Regions from separate parts of the Pan troglodytes genome. Here region 2 is linked to region 1. A link is a contact called in public Hi-C data. All regions are on one chromosome and are shown on one strand. The core of a region is the stretch at or near the end of the contact, and the rest is flanking DNA. Distances in the headings are between cores, read along the strand shown.

Region 1 (5,230 bases), core at 1,205-3,704:
AGGGCAGGAGGGGACAGGGGCCTTCTCATGGGTACGTCTAAAGTGGGCAAACAGGGAAGCAGCTGCTCGTCCTGACCCGCTGTTTCTAGAACCTGTGTGTGGGGCATGGCAGGGGTGTGGCAAGTGGCTCTGGCTGGACACGGAGCTAAGGAGGGCAGCCTGCACTTAGGTCCAACGCACCTTGGGACAAGGGACAGCTATCAGGGTGGAGGCTGTCCTAGGTGCACAGAACTTTAGACCTGGAAAGGGACCGAGGTCCAAGAGGCTGAGAAACTTGGCAAAAGCCCAGGCCACTCACTCGTGAGGACTAGGCAGATCCAGGGGCCCAGTTCCCAGTCTGAGCCCTCTCCGGCCCAGCAAATCCAATGCTACACATTTCTGTTTCAAAGCAGAGCTTTCCACAGCCTTGGAGATTGCACCAGGCCCCTCGGGCCCCAAATACCACAAAGGCCCCCTGCTGCGGAGGATTTGAGCCACACATGGCCCAGTGGGCAAGGACCCCAAATGGCTCTGAACCAGCACCTGCGGGGTGCGAGGCCTGGAAGCCAGGCTCCCCCGTTCTCCAGGGGAAGCAAAGTGGAGGCTGGCTGCGTGGCCTGGCTGACCCACCGGAAATGGGTAGGACGTGTGTGGCAGGAGGGGACCTTTCTCTTGCAGGGACTGAGACCCTGAGACCTTCCAATGTGTGTTGATGGGGAGACAGGGCAGGCGCTCTCTGGGGATGAGAGGGAAAGCCTGGACTAGAGAGGCCCCGGACAGCAGGCCCAGCCCAGGAGAGGCAGCGGCATGGGCAGCAGGTGGCAGAGGAACACTGGGTGGCACACCACCCGCCCTCCCTGCAGCCCGTCTCCACAATCCCCTTGCTGAGGCCAGCGACGGCGACCATGACGAGGACATGAGGGGACTAATTTAGGAGTATTTTTAAAACGGTGGCCCTGGTGGAGGGCTTGAGCAGTTGTCAGCCATCTGGAAGAAGGAATTACAATCACCTCCCTAATCCTATATTCCCTAAACCCTAAAGCTGGTTACAGTGTGAGGGAGAGGCAGCAGGTGGGTGGGGGTGGGGGGGTCTGTTCCAGAGGGGGGCAGAGCCCAGGGAGGTGCCCACAGGGCCGGGGCAGCACCGCCCCCGCGAGGGGGCCGAGGCCGGGGCTGAAGATCCCAGTGTCCTCTGAGCCCACCCAGCTCCCCCACCCGCTCACGCACACTCGCTCCCTGGGCCGCGCCGGCTCGCGCAGGGGCCGTCAGGTAAATTAGATCTGAAAGCTGACAATTTCTGACCATATTTCCTTGATTATTTCAAACAAATGCACAGCAGCCGCTGTAAGGAGATTAAAGTGACATAAACGTCCCGAGCGGGAGGGGGGAGGGCAGAGGATTCAGGTCACCCCCATCCGTCCCCCGCCTGACAGACGCTATATCGCTATCCAATCCAATAAAAAATCCCCCCCTTTTGCTTTAATTAATTTTACAGCTAGCTTGCTTAATTACTTTCAATCAAAATCCTCCTGCCATCGCAAAATTAGAGATGGTTGAGCTCCATTAGCCTAAATTCTTCATTTCCATATAGAAAAGAGGCTGTCTGCAGAGCCAGCCTGGGCCCCTGGCAGGACAGACGCCCGTCTGCCCGCCTGCTGCGAGCCAGCCCACCCCTGGCTTCCGCTCTCTGGCTATCTCTGGCCTATGCGTGTCCCCTCACTCTCCTCCATCACTGCTCCCTGGGCCATGAAGAGCTGAGGTTCAGGAGGGGTACCCGCTGCCCCGACTTCCCAGGATTCATGAGGGGACTGCAGGGCTGGCACAGAGCTCTCCACCAGGGCCTGCTGCTTTTGACGAAAGCATAGGCTGATCCTGGGAGCCTGCTGCCCTGCCAAAGGGCCCCTGCTGCCTCCAGGACAGAGCCTAGTCCCAAACTTGAGGCAGACAGGTCTCCTGGGCCATCTGCACCACCTGCCCCAGGAAGGGGTCCCTCTCCCAGCAGGCGGAAACACTCCCAACCCCGGACTTAGGCCCCTGTCAGAATAGACCCCTGGAGCCAACGCCACCCAGGGCTCCCTCTGCCGATTCCGGGCTGGAGTCATTGTTCACCATCAGGATGACTCGGGCCAGCTGTCTCGATGGTGCTACCAAGCAATGTAGCAGCCCCCACATACTCTGGCATTCTCCTAGGGCCCCCCGCGGGCCCCTCCTCCCCATATCATAGTCCTGGTTCCCAGCCTGCAACAGCTGCACCTCCACCCCCAGCCTGGGTCGAGTGGGTGGCGGGTCTGGGCTCTGTCCACATCCTGTGCCTGCACGGGCACCCTTCTCCTCCCCTCCACCTGCCTCATCTTCACAGTCCCCAACCCCAACTCTGGAAGCTCCACTTCAGGTTTTCCATACTACAACCCCGAGTGTCACCACAGGGTCCGGCCCAACCTGGGCTCCAGCTGATTAAGGATCTGCAACAGGATGTAGGGATTACAGTAAAACCTGGCTCCGGATCTGCAGGGGCAGCAGGCCAAGTCCCAGCCCTGGGACTCCCCTCCCCTACCCTTCCAGCATCCCTACCCATTCCCCGTCCCAAACCCAGCTGCCAAGTGAGGGAGGAAGGCTGAGCCCCTTGGCCCTTAGGGGACTCCTGGCTGGACTCTAGGGGGTCTGAACTGACAAGGGGTGGCATTAAGGAGCCCAGGCCAGCTCCTGCAGAAAGGCTGGGGTGGGGCAGGCTGGGGAAGGGGAGTGATGGCTTTATGCCGCCTGGATTCCTTCTCAGGGAACCAATGTGAAGGTGGGGTGTCCTGGGCCTGACCTCTGGGCAAAGGCTGAGTAAGCAGGGAAGGAAGTACCCTAAAGGCCACGAGAGCCCCTTCCAGGCAGAAGGCCTTACGATGCTGCCGGATGGCTCCGGCTGGATGGCACGGGGCGGGGGGGGGGGGGGGGGGGGGGCGGTGGAGGGGAGGGGGGTGCGAGGCCGGCTCTGGGGGTGGAGGAAGGAGCTGAACTTGGACCTCCAGGGCCTGTCTTCTGGACACCAGGGACCCACAGGTCAGTCTGCAGGCTCCTCATTAGTCCTGCTCTAAAGATGAACTCAAATCCTCTCCTCCTGGCTTGGTTGAGTTTCTCAAATATATCCTGAGCAGCTACTGGCACTGCCCCCTCTGCCCTAGGGATCCTGGGAGGATGGCTTTGGGTCTCAGGGGGTGCAGTGTTGCACGCTCCAGCATTACTGTTTCACACTCCAGAGCACAAAGGGTAGGGCAACTTTGGGCTGGAGGAGGGCGTCCAAGAGGCCACACCCCGGCTGGGCCCTGAGGTCAGCGGGTGGAGAAGGTGAAGGGGCAGGCGGGCAGACGGACTTGCTGCTGAGCCCAGCTGGGCCCTCTCCAGTTCCTCCATGCAGGTCTGAAGCCTCCGTCCCACACCACTACCAATGAGTCACCAGCAACAGGGACTAGGAAGCGGGAAAGCAGACGCAGCCCCAGTCTTTGGGGACACACACTGACTTCCCGGGTGTTCCCCCTCCCACTGGGGCAGGGCTGGGGCCTCACCCCCATCTTTCTTTCTTTCTTTCTTTTTTTTGGAGACAGGGTCTTACTCTGTCGCCCAGGCTGGAGTGCAGTGGCACAATCTCGGCTCACTGCAACCTCCACCTCCTGGATTCAAGCGATTCTCCTGCCTCAGCCTCCCAAGTCGCTGGGATTACAGGCGCCTGCCACCACACTTGGCTACTTTTTGAATTTTTAGTAGAGACGGGGTTTCGCCATGTTGGCCCGGCTGGTTTCGAACTTCCAGCCTCAAGTGATCTGCCCGCCTTGGCCTCCCAAAGTGCTGGGATTATAGGCAGGAGCCACCGTGCCTGACCTTTTTTTTTTTTTCCTTGAAGTCTTTTATCCATTACCCTCATCCCCATCCTCACCCTGACCTCCATGCCTGGCCCAGGTGGGTCGGGATGGTGGAAGGGTGGACAGAAGAGCACGTACAGGGTCAGTTACTCAGAGATCAAAGGGCACAGCCCAGACCCTACTCCACCCGCCAGCCAGCCCATGTGAGGCAGCGCCCACCTCTCCCTGCCAGGCCCTCAGCACGCTGCCCCCTCAGCGGCAGAAACTGCTCCTTCACCTCAGAGCCCGGCCACCCCTCCTCCTACACAGCCTTCATGGGTCCCAGCTGACACTTCACTTTCTCTGGGCAGCCTCCCGGGACTGTCCTCTCCCTCTGTCCTCACTGCACCCTGTCCTAGTCTTAGCACTTTCATAGTAACTTGTTTAATTAGCCCTCTGCCTCACCAGACTGCAAGATCCCTGGGACGAGACCACTGTTTCAGCGCAGTGTCTGGCCCAACAAATATTGACTGAGTGAATGCAGAAAACCCAGTGCTTCTGGAGCTCGTTAGGGTGGCGCTGGGCCCCAGGGACGTGGCCTGGCTTCTGGACTGACCCCCTCGGGGCTCCAGGAACCTTTCCTGGAGGGGTGGGGTGGGGACTCCCTGGGTGGGACTGAGCTGAAGCCCCTTCTCTTGGGTCTCTTGCCCTCTTGAGCCCCAGGCTCACCTCCAAACGCCCTTCACAGGGCTCTACCCAGAGAACAAAAGAGGCCCCAGTTGTTCGAACATTTCTCGGCGAGAGGAACAACTGTTGCTGGCCAGTCCCTTTCTGAATAAATCCTGCAACTGTTTGCAGTGAAGTGCGACTCTCTCCCTCCACCTCCTGTCCCTGTCCCAAAAGGAGAAAAGGGGATTGAAAAAAAGATGGGGGAAAATCCCATACCAAGCCCCACCATCTCCCTACATCCACTTTCAAGTTTGTCTGAAAATGTTATAAACACAACACACAGGGACAGCCACCTGCTGTCCCAGACAACTGGGACAGCCGCAGCTAAGGGTGAGGCTGTGAGATCAGGACCCAAAAACAGGAGGTGAGACAGTGAAGGCTGGAGGGAAGTGGGGGGTGCCGGGACGGGGAGAAGGGGCAACGGGAAATATCACCGTGAAGTGGGAGAGGCAGAGGGCAGGGTTGTACTCAGCCCTGCAGAGGCAGAGGGAGGAGGGTCTGTGGATCAAGGGCCCCGGAAGACTCCTGGGGGCCCGGCGGAATCCGGGAGGCAGGAGCTTCCAGTGGGGCAGTGGATACCGAGAGGGGAAGTAAAGGAGGGAGAGAAGTTGAGTGGGGAAGAGGGAACGAGGTCTATTAAAAACCTCTCAGTGCATAACACAAAATGTCAGGGTTTATAGCTTCATTCTTGGCTTTGC
Region 2 (5,230 bases), core at 1,634-4,133, 160 kb before region 1:
CAAACCTGTTTTCATTATTGCCAGGTCCGTGGGAGTCTTTTACAGGATCTCAAATCTCCTGCCTGAAACTTTACCTGGGATTGTCTTGATTTGACCCAAGCCTCGTCTGTGCTGGCATCTGTGACTTTGTTTGCAACCCTTTCTAGTCTTTGTTGTGGCCAAGGACAGTCTGGTCTCCCAGCTAACATGGGTACAAACCAGCTTCTAGCTACTTGCAGGAGAATAGCTATGGGTTGACTTGGCATCTGAAGCAGATACAAACAGATTAGGCTGAGCTGCCCCAGAACAGCCAGAAGGAAAACCAGTACTTTAAAAACTGGTCGTCAGGTATTGGTGGTTTAGAAAGAAAGTAGTTTGGAGAATGGGTGAGGACAGCCTGGTGAGTGATCCCGAGGTCATGGGCTGTCCTTGGGATGTGCTCAGATTCTTCTCTAGACCTGGAGAGCAACAGCCGTGCCTCACAAGCCCTTCTCCACCTGTTTTGTTTTAAGATGGCAGAGCCTTTCTTTGCAGTTTTAGTTCAGCCTTGGGATGACGGTCAGACCTCGGTTTGTTCTTTTCTTTTCCAGTTTTCAGAGCCCAAGCCTGCTCCCTCTGTTGCTTGTCCAGCCTTGACCAGTGACTGTCTTCAGCCTGCACTCTGCATTTCATCCCAGCAGTAGGAAGAAGTGAGGTCAGAGGAGCACGGGAACCAGGGAGAATCGAATTCTCTTTGGATTTTGCTGGTCACACCCAGAAAAGCTGCTTTCTCTTCCCTTAAGTTCCAAGAACTATTTGATGGCCTTAACTGCACAATTGGCTTGTGCCAGATTGAGATGTGTTGAACTGGGCAGTGGAGGTGGGGGTGAGGGGCAACTCCCTCTCCTATTGGGGGCAGAGTGCTGGCTGCATCAGGCAGTGATCAGATAGGCACTGATCGGGTCGGTTCACCCTCTGATATAGCCTGTATGCAGACTTCCTTTGAAGAGAGAGGAGTCAGGCTCATTAATTAAAGGAGCCTGGCTTGAGAGGCCTGTAATTATAGGTGCTAGAAATCTGAATTTTAAGAGGTTGTGCAGCTGCATTTTGAAAAATGTTGGGAGGCACCGAGAAGTACTGGTTGTGGGCAAGAATGTGGCTGAACCAGATTTTGGAGGTTCAGGTTTTGGCAGAATTCCCCTCCAAATTCATATTTATTCTTTCTTTCCATTTTGTTCCTTTTTTTTTTTTTTCTAAATGGGAAGCAGAACCTGTGATTTTTTTTTTTTTTAAATGAAGGTTACACCCTGTGACCGAGAGGCTAGCATTGTCAGAGTATATGGGGGGCAGAAAGGAGTTGCTGTGAACTAGAAGATGCTTAGTTTTTGAGGAAATGGCACATCTTTGGGCCTTAGGGATTCAGTATTTGAAAAAAATTAAATAATTTCTTTCTTGAAATGAGTGAGGGGAGCAGGGAGCAGAAGCCCAATTTGAATGCAGTCTAGGGAAGTAAGTCCCAGGCAAATGGTGGACTCTAGAACCTTTGTCCCAACTTGACTTCCCCAGAAGTGTCTCTTCCTCTGTCATGCGTTACTTTTCCATGTGAACCCTGAGTTACAAACAGAAAATTTCAGACCTTTATGGGAAGTCCTGACCTGTGCCTTTTCCCTCTCATTTCCTCAGTTATTTGTAGGTTGACCTTTTGTTTTGGGTGCTTTATCGCTCTCCTCTCCTTAAAAAAAAGTATCCCTCTTTGCTTCTTGTCAAAAACCTTTATTTCGGTCCCTGACTATTTGCATCTCTGTTAATTAAGCATGGCTAATTTGATATGTAGATGGGATGGGGAGGGTTAAGGGTTAGATGAACAGAGGTCTACTCCCTGCCTCCCCCGGGTGGTGGGCAGGGGTGCTCCACAGACCTGCAAGACTGAACAGCGACACACGGCTGATGGCAAACCCGATGCCAGGGGGAACCTCCTCTCTGCCTCAGTGGTTTTGTCTCCTTGGGGATATTGAGAGCGTCATCCCGTTTCACAGACTGGACCCTCTGTGAAGGGCTGAAAAAATAAAATATAAAGGCCAGTTCTCTGTGCTCTTTTCTTACATTCTTGTAGTGTATATATTGGGAAATCCACGGGTGAACCCTTACACTGTAGAATAGAACACAAGTGTCCAAGACTCTCACTTGGTGCATTTACAATATGCAAATTCCAATTCCAATTAGATTGAAATCTCTATTTAGCAGAGTGGTTTTGTGAAATAAATAACTTTTGAAGAAGGAGGCCTGCTATATGTAATAAATATATATTTTTCCTTCAGTTGCCTGCATGGTGCTTCCTGCGTTCCCACCCCTTGCCCGAAATGCTGATTCCGAAGCATCTTTGGGCTCTTTACAGAAGAGATGCTTCTCCTTCCCTTCCTGGCACAAGGATTTCATCCTTGATTTACAGTGCTCAGCTTGTTAGTGCCGGTGAAGGGGAGAGATAGTGTGAAGGTCGTTATGTCCGTTTTGTCCTCTTGGAGAGAAAGTGAGGGAGTGTGTTTCTTGCCGTGTGCTTGTCGTGGTAGTGGTGGAGTTGGAGAGGCCCCCACTTCTGTCAAAAGGAGTCGAGCCAAACTCCCATCCTCTCTTCTTCACCCTGTATACTACACATTGTCCAACAGGGGGTGAATGATTTCAAAAGCGGAATTCAGAATTTCAGGAAGAGTAGCACACCACCAAGTAGAGGGCCTCCCCCCGACACCCCCCTTTTCATCATTCTCCCCTCCTCAGCCCAGCCGTGACAAACTGACAGATAATTAACAGATCAGGCCCTCCTATTAGGCGTGCCCTGTGCTGGAAGCTGCTCTGGCTTTATGCAGTCCTTTAGCAGCTCTGTGCATGTGGGTGGTGCTGCACTAAGTGGCCATAGCAGAGGGCAGGGAGTGCTTTGGGAAAAGCAAACAGAATGCTCTTTGGAAGAGAGAGTGCTTAAGAGGGAGAGCGGGGGCAGTAAGGTGCCTGGCTTGAAAGCACCTGGTGAAAAGACTCGGACTTTCAGGGTTGTGATCCGGAATACCACCGCCTGTCTCAGGGAATGGTGCGCTGGGTTATAATAGGATGCCTGATTACAAAAAACATTTTGAAGGCCACTTCCCAGGTCAGGCTGTGCATTAGGTGCACTCTTCCTTCGGTGTAACACTGTGCTGGACTTGCAAAATTGGAAGTGCACAGCCTGTTGTGTTTCAGCTTTGGCATTAAATATTTCTACAGAGACACTGCCCTATGTGGCTTTCTCTCAGCTGCCTAACTTTTCTTTCCCTGGTGGAAAGAAGAATTCATTGTGAGAATATTCATTTCTACTTACTAGTGACTTTTAAAAACTACTTTTCTTTGTTTTTGGACACAGGGACTTGCTGTGCTGCTCAGGCTGGAGTGCAGTGTGCAAACACGGCTTACTGCAGCCTTGACCTTCCGGCCGAAGTGATCCTCCCGCCTCGACCTCCATGTAGCTGGGACCATAGATGTGTGCCACCACACCCAGCTCATTTGAAATTTTTGTTGTTGTTGTTGAACAGAAGTGGTGAGAGTAAAATAAAAATAAATTAAATAAATAATATGTTTTGGTAGTGACAGGGTCTCACTTTGTTGCCCAGGCTGGGTCTCAAATTCCTGGGCTCAGGCGATCCTCTCACTTCAGTCTCCCACAGTGCTGGGATTACAGGCATGAGCTGTTGTGCCTGGCCTTCTTCTTCTTTTTTTTTTTTTTTTTTTTAACTAGAGACAAGGTCTCACTCTGTCACCCCAGGCTGGAGTGCAGTGGTGCGGTCATAGGTCACTGCAGCCTCAACCTTCTGAGCTCAAGCGATCCTCCTGCCCCAGCCTCCCAAGTAGCTAGGACCACAGGCATATGCCAACATGCCCAGCTAATTTTTAAATTTTTTGAAGAGACAGGATTTCACTGTGTTGTCTAGGCTGGTCTCAAACTCTTGGCCTCAAGTGATCCTCCCACCTTGGCCTCCCAGAGTGCTGGATTACAGTCATGAACCACCATGGGCGGCCCTGAAAACTACTTTTCTACTTCCCTTATGGTGGCCACCCTTCTCATCTTCATGATTTGAATATTAACATACAGATAAATTTAGCAACATGTAGGGGCTACACGTAGGCTCAGGTCCTTAGGCCTGGCATGTTGGAGCAGAAAGAAACACCTAATTGCATCAAAACCACTCTAAGTTCATGTATGTGGAGCCCATCAAGCTGAAAGCATCCAGACAGCATCTGCTGTTATCAAATCACTCGTGAATCCAGCTAATTAAAATAGAGCTTCATTTTTCTGAACCATTGTTTGGCAGGAATTCGAAACGGGTCTAACCCAATTTCTGCGTGTTTATGAGCCTTTATTATATCAGAGGTACTTTTCTGTAAATGTACAGGGCAGCGTTAAATGAATTGATCCACACAGTATCACTGTAGTTGCACTATGGACTTGCTAATGATTTCTCTTCCAGCTTTCTGGTTTCCAGACATACTCTTGAAAGCTTTATCTTCTCTTTTTCTATCCTCTGCTCTTTGTCGTTGTCTTTTTTTTTTTTTTTTAAACATTTTAAACTTTCCTTTTACTTTTTAATCTTCTTTTTTCTTTGGAAACAGGAAAAATATCCCCTTAAAGAAGTTTTCTTTTCCATTTCTCTTTTTCTTCCTCTCTTCCTGTTTTTGTTTTTCTTCTAGTGGATAAGATTTGTCTTTTCTCCCTTTATTTCTTGCTGTTTGCTATTCTCTCCTTTTCTTTTCTTTTTCTCTCTTATCTTTTCTCCCTTTTATACTTTCTCCCATTCCTTTTCTCTAACCTTCTCTTTCTCCTTTTTCTCTTCTTTCTATCTCCTCCCATTTTCCCTAATAAAATATCCTTATACCTTTGTCTCCACATGCAAATACTGACTAGGGCAGATGGGGGTGCCCGTGGAGGCAGAGCTATCTGGCTGCTCTAAGATGATGTCAGCTGAGTTTACTTCTCTGAATTTGCTTTCATGCTTTATTTTAGGTTTTAAAAAGATTTTTCAAGCCACATCTACTCTACTTTATAGTCTGTAATCCTACTTTGAAGATGAAAAGTGTTACATAAATGCTAACTAATTATTCCTTATACCACTTTGTGAGTCTCTAAGCAGTATTAGTTCCATTTTACAGATGAGGAAGCAGGAACAGGAAAGGTAAGTAGCTCTGAAAGTTACTGAAGAAGTTGGTGACTGAGTTAGAATTAAACCTGGCTCATCTTTGGCTTTGCTTTTTG

Evidence for each region. Hi-C and Micro-C count contacts between places; a contact is called where the count stands out from the background.
Region 2: a contact with region 1 is called in a Hi-C map of induced pluripotent stem cells, with 1.7 times the contacts expected there. The contact joins two enhancer-like sites.

Annotation. Positions count from the first base shown.
Region 1 is chr1:221,315,840-221,321,069 of NHGRI_mPanTro3-v2.0_pri, reverse strand. The region is part of intron 4 of CASZ1 (castor zinc finger 1); the gene reads right to left. Among named protein-coding and RNA genes, the nearest start is that of CASZ1, 120 kb to the right of the region's middle. Within about 2 kb of position 2,454, at least 2 of the 24 cell types and tissues checked have an H3K27ac peak or open chromatin away from gene starts, as enhancers often do. A contact at or near this core is called in induced pluripotent stem cells, where this site is marked.
Region 2 is chr1:221,476,719-221,481,948 of NHGRI_mPanTro3-v2.0_pri, reverse strand. All of the region lies in intron 2 of PEX14 (peroxisomal biogenesis factor 14), which reads left to right. Among named protein-coding and RNA genes, the nearest start is that of DFFA, 44 kb to the left of the region's middle. Within about 2 kb of position 2,883, at least 4 of the 24 cell types and tissues checked have an H3K27ac peak or open chromatin away from gene starts, as enhancers often do. A contact at or near this core is called in induced pluripotent stem cells, where this site is marked.